Regions from separate parts of the Cricetulus griseus genome. Here region 2 is linked to region 1. Evidence: chromatin contacts called from public Hi-C data. All regions are on one chromosome and are shown on one strand. The core of a region is the stretch at or near the end of the contact, and the rest is flanking DNA. Distances in the headings are between cores, read along the strand shown. Region 1 overlaps Pcgf5 (polycomb group RING finger protein 5). Region 2 overlaps Ankrd1 (ankyrin repeat domain 1).

Region 1 (3,815 bases), core at 930-3,429:
TATATGTTCTTTTTTAAATTTAGTTGTATTTTATATCTGTAGATGTTTTACCTCTGTGTATGCCTTGCATCTTGTGCATGCCTGGTGCCAGCAAAAGCTATCAAAGGGTGTCCTCTGGAGTACAGGTGGTTGTGAGCTGCCATGTGGGTGCTGGGAATTGAGCCTGGGTCCTCTGGAAGAGTGCTGGTGCTCTTACTGCTGAGCCCTAAATTATATTCCTCAATCTTCTACTTTTATTTAAGATTCTGTAAGCCTCCAATGCATGGCTAATATATTTTATTAATACAATTATAGGTTTTGAAGTAAAGTTGTGTTATAAGGCCCCTATGAACTAATAAACTTCTTGAAGAATTTAGTTATTATCTACTACATGGTCCTCATTTCTCATCATGTTTCCCTGTGTCTGACCATTCAACCGCCTCCTAAGGGATACTAAAACTCACCGCTGTCTTCATTATTTAGTTTTTCCTGTTTTTTTTTTTTTTTTAATTGGGAGCAGCTTTCATTCTCATTATAAATGTTCACTACTTTAGTTCTTACATAGATTTTTGTCACTTTGTCCAAGCACATACCAGTCACTAAGGGTTTTTTTCTGCATTTTGTTTTATGTACAAGTTCATGTTTTCTGCTTATAATTTTCTTTTGCTTCATCTCTGTAAATCAGTAGATCTTTCAGTTGAATTTATTTACTGTTGTATTACTAATAACAGTACTTTGTATTGGGAAATTTTAAAAAATCATTTTTAACTATCAGCATCTTTCAGGAAAGGATATATCAAAGCATAGTAAGCAAATGATTATTTAGTCACTGATGTGATAATGATATAAGTGGTTTAAAAAGAAAGGCCTGTCACTTGAGACAGTTGAGTTAGGTGTCAGGTGGGGTGGGAGCAGGACTAGGAAGTAACTCCTAGCTGAGCATATGTAAAGGATTTCTTTGGAGGACAAGGAAAAATTTGAATTAGATATTGTAATGGTTGAACAACTATAAAAACTACTAAATTGTTCATTTTAAATAATGTCTTTATGGTGTTACATTTCAATTTAAGAAGTTAAAGTCACACTTGTTAATTACTCTGCTTGGTAGAGATGTAAATCATAATACTAAAAAAAAATAAGAAGAAAACATGATAAAGAATTTGGGCTTAAACAAAAAGCTAACTTTTGTTTTTGTAAAGCTCCACAAAACTGAAGGATTGTCAAGCTGTGTCGTAGAACTGCAGACCCCTCGGAGCCCACAGGAGGGACTGCTGCAGATTTTGTGTTTAGTCTTTTAACTCTTCCAAAGCAAAGAAAGACAGGATCTGTATTTTATCAGCCTCTGACAGCTGCTGAGCCACTTCTGCTTCTGAAGGAGCTGAGTTGGGGCACTTCAGACGCTACACTCACACTGTGGTCTCAGGGAAAACAGCTTAGACGGAAGGGACATTTCTGAATTCTGCACTTCATGACTCGAGATGGACAGCAGGACAGAGTAAGGGTGTTGGTGCCATAGGGAGGGAAGATGATATTCTTGAAACAAAACAGTGTTCTTCCATGTGGTATTACTTCAAATATGCAGATGTTCCAAAGATACTGATCCTTTCTAGACAGCTGAGCAGGGTAGGGTTAGACATGGACCTCCTCCCCCACCCCCTGCAGTTTCCTGTGAGCCCTGGGGTGTAGCACAGTGCTCCCCTTCTCCATATGTCAGGAAGGAGATGGTGAGAAGAAACCCCACTCCTAGCTCCTGTGCACCATCCTGACTTCTGCCCAGCACCTGTCAGTCATTGCCTCTTACGGTGTCAGCACTTTCTAGACATAGATACAGTAGTTCTCAGGTGTAGAAAACCAGGGAACAAAGCACGTTTAGTTTGGTTTCATTATAAAGTATTTCTAGAGAAGGTGCTTATTACTTATTTTCTAAGTATTTCCAAGTCAACTTTCACAGACTCCAGATTAGAATTTTATTAGATCTGTGTCGGGCTTTATTGAATTATGAATTATAGAAACATTCTTTTGCCTTGTCTTAAAAATGTTCCTTTAACTGTTCTGACATCTCTGAATTATTAATGACTAGGAGCAGTGGGAGGGTGGGGCTCTGCTCAAGCTTAAAGAGTGAGTCAGAACCGCTGTCTCCATGTAAAACAAGAAACGCATGAAGGCATACAGACCTTAGTGATGTATAGTAACCTGCAGTAACCCCTCCCTGGGGAATGCTCTTCCTCCACCCAGAGCCCACGCTGCACAGCTGGCAGGTGCTGAGGCATGCAGTGGACTTAACTCTTGAAGCTCCTCCCAAGTCTGCTCTCTGCAGTTATTTCCAGATTCTGCACTGTGCTGAACAAGTGTCACTAAGTAACATCGTTTAATAAAATGTTGACATTTTGTAGCCTCTTTATTAAACTATTTTCTTTATTTAAAAAAATCTTAGAGAAAAACAGATTGTCTACTTGACAAGATTTTGCTAATTCACACACTGATACATTGTTAAAGAATGCCATGTAAATAAGCAATGTTTAGGAACATTTTACTTAAAAGAATTAAAAATTTTTGGTTTTTTGTTTTACGTTTTAAAAATACTAAAGCATATAGTGAAAACCATGCCTTTGGTTTTGGTATGGTACAGTTTGGTGTGGGGTGGTCTTATGAGACACTCTCCCCTTGCAGCCCAGGTGGAAGTCAAACTCAAATCCCACCTTAAAATCCTCTGAATGCTGGAATTACAAGTGTATGTATGCCTAAGTATATGCCCGAGAATGCCTAAGGTTTTAGTAAAAACAAATTAGAGTGTTTAATTTGTCATTTGTTTCCTTTAGGGTCTCATGAAGAAATTCATTCGATGTTCTACACGAGTTACTGTAGGAACTATTAAAAAGTTTCTAAGTTTAAAACTAAAACTTCCAAGTTCTTATGAGGTAAGTAAAATAATACCTAATTGTGACTGTTTTGATGATTCTGATCTGTAGGAAAAGAAGTAAAATCAGAATATATCCAAATTTTTTGTAGGAACTGGTTATTTTCATTATATATACCATATAAAAATTAATTTTTAGACTATAATATTTATGTAATATTTTATAACAATATATCCCAAGAACATCACATCAATGCATTTGTGACTAAAGAAGGTATTTGTAAAACTTACATAAGATACTCCAGATACTCCCTGGCTAAATGTTTTCTTTTTTATAATGTCAACATGCTTTAAGATGTGTCACTTTTTAAATTTTTTTGTCTTACTGTTTAACAGCTTTATGCATTTATATAGTGACTCTGACTTGCTTCCTTACCTACTCCCCTCTCTCCTCAGCCCCTCCTCTGGTTGGAAACCTTTTCAGTACATTCTACTCCTACTTTTGTGCCTTCTCTTTGTTTGTGGTCCATTGAGGTTAGTAAGAGTTTCTTGCCTGAGCCTGAGTAAGTGGTTATTACTGGAACAAGGACAACTTACACTGGACACACCACCAAAGAAAATGACCCCTTCCCCAGGCAGCCATTAATTGCCAGTTTTTCCCCAGCGTAGGATGGGCCTCATGGACTCCTCTCCCATCTCTGATGAAGTGATGCTCTGCCCAGCTGTGCAGGTCTTATGTAGATCACTACAGCTGCAGGAAGTCCATAGCTAGTGCAGAGGCTAAGTCATGCCCCATCTCTCCATCCTGTCTCCTTTTCTGTGATATCCCCTGAGTCTAGAGGGAGAACAAAGCACAAACCTCACATAGCAAACAGGAGATGGATGTGAAGTATGGGCAGGTTCCCTATCGTCCAGTTGTGAGCGGAACAGCAGCCAAAGGACAGGCACACTGTTGAGATGTGTGGCATTTCCTGAGACT
Region 2 (3,815 bases), core at 761-3,260, 330 kb before region 1:
GAATTACCCAATGTGGTTCTTATGTTTTTAAGATTTGTTTATTTATGCACTTTACGTATATGAATGCTATGTCTGTATGCATGCCTGCAAGCCAGAAGAGGGCATTGGATCCATTATAGTTGGTTGTGAAACTTTGTGGTTGCTGAGAATTGAACTCAGGTCCTCTGGAAAAGCAGCTCATGTTCTTAACCACTGAGCCATCTCTCCAGCCCCACAATGTATATTTTAAAGGTGACAATTTTGGTCATCCTTTATTCAAGACCAATCTTTCAAAGAACTATTGAGATCCAAGGTCAGAGCCAAAGTTATAGTTTCCCTATGTCTGACTCTGTGACCTGAGTCCTTGCCAACTCTCACCCTGTCCTTACGGAAATAGACACATTGGAACTATCAGTGTATCTCAAAATGTACTACCATGGGAATAATACTTTCAAATATCTGAGAATTTGAAAGTATCAGTGGTACCCTGGCTTTGACTACTTACACAGTTCTTGGTGTTGAGGTCTGCCCCGAAGGTCATTAAGAGCCGAATCATCTTATAGCGATTCAGCCTCACAGCGTCGTGCAGTGGGGTATCTCCTTCCTAGAAGCAGGATAAGCAGATGCAGTCAGTGTGAAGCCAGGAAGTGGGTCCTGCTGGGGTGCCCCAGCTTGCCTGAATGATTTCAAATAAGCTTACGGTGACTCAGCCCTGTCAGCTACTCACTCTGTCCTTGGCATTGAGATCCGCCTCACAGGCGATGAGATGCTCTGCACACTCGTAGTGACCAGTCCTCACCGCCACGTGCAGCGCTGTGCTGAGCAGCTAAAACATTAGAAAACGGGAAAGGGTGAGAACAGACTGCCGAGGCCTCAAGGCACGTGCAAATGGGGTGTGTGCGGCTTGAGGTGTCCATAGAATAACGACTGACAGAGGACCTCCGTGGGCAGGCAGGGAGCAGAAGCCTAAGGAAGGGCAAGGAAATACCTTGTCTCGGGCACTGATTTTGGCCCCTTTGTTCAACAACAGTTTCAGGACATCCAGGTTTCCTCCACGACATGCCCAGTGGATGGCTGTGGATTCAAGCTGTTTGGGAAAGAAAAAAAAAAAAACAAAACAAAACAAAACAAAAAAAAACACAAGACAAGACAGTGTGAAAGAGAATCTTGCTGGGGCTGGGGGTTGGTCTTTGGTTTTAAAGGCCCAGAGAATATGGACAACTGATAGTTCTTGGTGGTTTTGGTGTTGAGAGCCACTTCTGAGTTTCTTGCTAAAAAAAAAGCCCAGCTAAACTGAGTGAGTGGCTGGATTTGTAGTTAGGAAGCTTTTAATATATCTGGTTACATTTTAGAATATCTTAACCTGGATCTAACCCCTCATCCCACCTCCCTGTCTTTCTCTGTCTTTCTGCTGGCTCTGTGCTGTATTTGCACTCGAACAGCCTAGGGACCTCAGCTGTCAATCACTGTGGTTACTGCACTGTACTTTGAAGAGATTGCCACCTCTCTGCTTTGTTTGGTGCATCTCTGGACTTCCAGATTCCAAATTTGGGTTTGGGCATCACTTTATTATAATAAGTTTCTTAAATTTTTTTTCAGTATTTTGTCCTTTGATTAAATTCAGGTTAGGTTCTTTGGAATTTTTTTTATTCCTTTTCCATTTTACCATAATGCCAAATTGAGCTGCATATAAATAAATGAAGCATTTTCCAGTTCAATCTTCAGGGTATAAAATATATTGTATAGTGGTCTTTATGGAAATCACAGCGGCTGATTGTTAGGGTCTGAAGAGCAGCCACTTTCCTGAGACCTGATTCATTTAGCATGCAGCCTGACTCCAAATCTCATCAGTGGCAATTGGCATCCATCATATAAAGTTGCAGCTAGGAAATTCTCGTGGGTTGCTGGCAGCCGAGGGGCCAGGAGTGGGCTGTGCTGTCTGATGAAGGAGTGTGGTGTTGAAAGGCCAGGAATGCTACTGACTTGATAATGACCCAAACTCTCTGGTGAGGTTACTGAATTCTGCCCAACAACTTTCACTTCCTTCTCTTCTCTGCAACACTCCTCTCCTTTTCAGGCTGTCTGGAAAATGCTTCCCCATGACCTAGTCTCATCGCCCAACTTCCCTTTGTATGGAGAAATGAGCTTTTGACTAGTTTTCTCAGATCAATTTTCAATCCAATTGGGCCAGTTTTCATTGTACGTTTTCCTGAGCTTTTTTCGGATGGTCTGCTTATTTTGGCTCATTTCCAAGCAAAGAAATATATTTACCATATCACGGAATTCAATCTGGGCTCCAGCCTCCATTAACTTCTCCACAATTGCCAAGTGTCCTTCTAGGCATGCTCTGTGGAGAGCGGTCCGTTTATACTGTCAATGATTAAAACAAGAGATAGTGGTGCATATAAAAATGCGTATAATCCTTTAAGAGCTATGAAGCTGGGACTATGATGACCTAAGTGATAGAAAGGCCAGGATTGTTTTATGAATCAGAGTGCCAGAGCTCACTGAAATTACAGGATTAGAATAATTATCTGGCAGCTACAACCTGAGCTTCCTGTCCTAGACCCTTCCTAAGTGTTAAAGGCCAAGGCAGGCGGATGTGGACTTCAAACCTCAAACCCCATCTCAATGCTGAAAGGTCCCTTTTTGTGTTTGAACATGCCCAAAACAGCAGATGGTTTTCTTCCATCCAGAATGGATGCTAGATTGAATATCAAAAATCATTCAATTCACTTTTCAAAGAGAGGAAACTCAGCTTTGGTGTGAGCTGCCCCATCACTTCACGGGAGAAGCAATACAAAGTCGAGATTGCTGACAAGCTGGCTTTGTATTAATGAGCCAGCAGGCTAATGGAACAAGACTGTGCTTACAGATAAACAGCGACAAAGACAATGCACAGGAGCTGTTCCCATCAGGTAGTGACAGAGCTGGACTGGGAACTCCACCTTCCCCTTCCAATGCTGAGCTATCTTGGTCTGATGAAAGACATTGCTAATAATAACTTTCTCCAGAAGATACTTTTTGGCCTGGAAGTCTATCCAAAGGATCTAAGAAGTTAAAGACAAACTGTCTTCAAGTCAGACAGAATTATATGAGAACAGAAAAACTCCATGCAATCCATCATGCTAATCTAGTATTTGGGGGTTGTGGTGTAGGGGAGAACAATACATTCATTTTTATGCTCCTGGCAGATGTAGCAACAGCTGGAGAACCTTTTAAGTGGAAGACATCTCAGACTGTGTTTGCCAGCCTACAGGAAGGCATGGGCCTTACCTCATCGCAGACATCGGGGCTGTTCTTGTCGGACAGAAATTTCTCTACAACTGGCAGTTTGTTCTCCAGCGCAGCTTTCAGAAACCTCGGCACATCCACAGGTTCAGTCTAAAGTGAGGAAGTAAGGATGGAGGAGGGAGAGGAAGAGGAGGGGGGAAGAGAGAGGGGAGGGAGAGAAAAAGGAGAGGGAGACAGAGAGGGAGGGAGAGGGAGACAGAGAGGGAGGGAGAGGGAGACAGAGAGGGAACAGGAAGGTGGTAAACAAGTGGAGGAGGACGTTGAAGAGAACAAAGAAGGGAGAGATTGAAGAGAAAGGAAGAAAAGAAAAGAATGGTCATGGGCTTTGCCATCATCTCCCCTCCACAGCACTCACCCCTGCAACCCATGTGGATGTACAGTCCTGGAAACCCAACAGTCCTTACAATAATTTCAGGTTCTGGTTCCTTCACAACTGGAACTTTAGTCTTCTTGTATTTTTTTCTTTTCTTCAGTTGAACAATTATTTCAAGGTCTTCCAAGTTTTCAAGCTTTGATCTTTGTTCTAATTTTTTCTTTTTGAG

The links. A called contact is a pair of places that touch in the nucleus more often than the background predicts.
Region 2: a contact with region 1 is called in a Hi-C map of the CHK-Q cell line, with 7 times the contacts expected there. The contact joins two enhancer-like sites. A contact is called at or near these places in 4 of 8 Hi-C or Micro-C datasets (the CHK-Q cell line, the CHL-YN cell line, the CHO-K1 cell line and 1 more).

The regions. Positions count from the first base shown.
Region 1 is chr3:25,322,800-25,326,614 of CriGri-PICRH-1.0, reverse strand. It overlaps Pcgf5 (polycomb group RING finger protein 5), which reads left to right. Exons shown (of 10, transcript XM_027406344.2): 7 at 2,799-2,897. Among named protein-coding and RNA genes, the nearest start is that of Pcgf5, 95 kb to the left of the region's middle. Within about 2 kb of position 2,179, at least 2 of the 6 cell types and tissues checked have open chromatin away from gene starts, as enhancers often do. A contact at or near this core is called in the CHO-K1 cell line, where this site is marked.
Region 2 is chr3:25,657,501-25,661,315 of CriGri-PICRH-1.0, reverse strand. It overlaps Ankrd1 (ankyrin repeat domain 1), which reads right to left. Exons shown (of 9, transcript NM_001246706.1): 3 at 3,678-3,815; 4 at 3,256-3,363; 5 at 2,251-2,349; 6 at 968-1,066; 7 at 707-805; 8 at 485-583. Among named protein-coding and RNA genes, the nearest start is that of Ankrd1, 3.7 kb to the right of the region's middle. Within about 2 kb of position 2,010, at least 2 of the 6 cell types and tissues checked have open chromatin away from gene starts, as enhancers often do. A contact at or near this core is called in the CHO-K1 cell line, where this site is marked.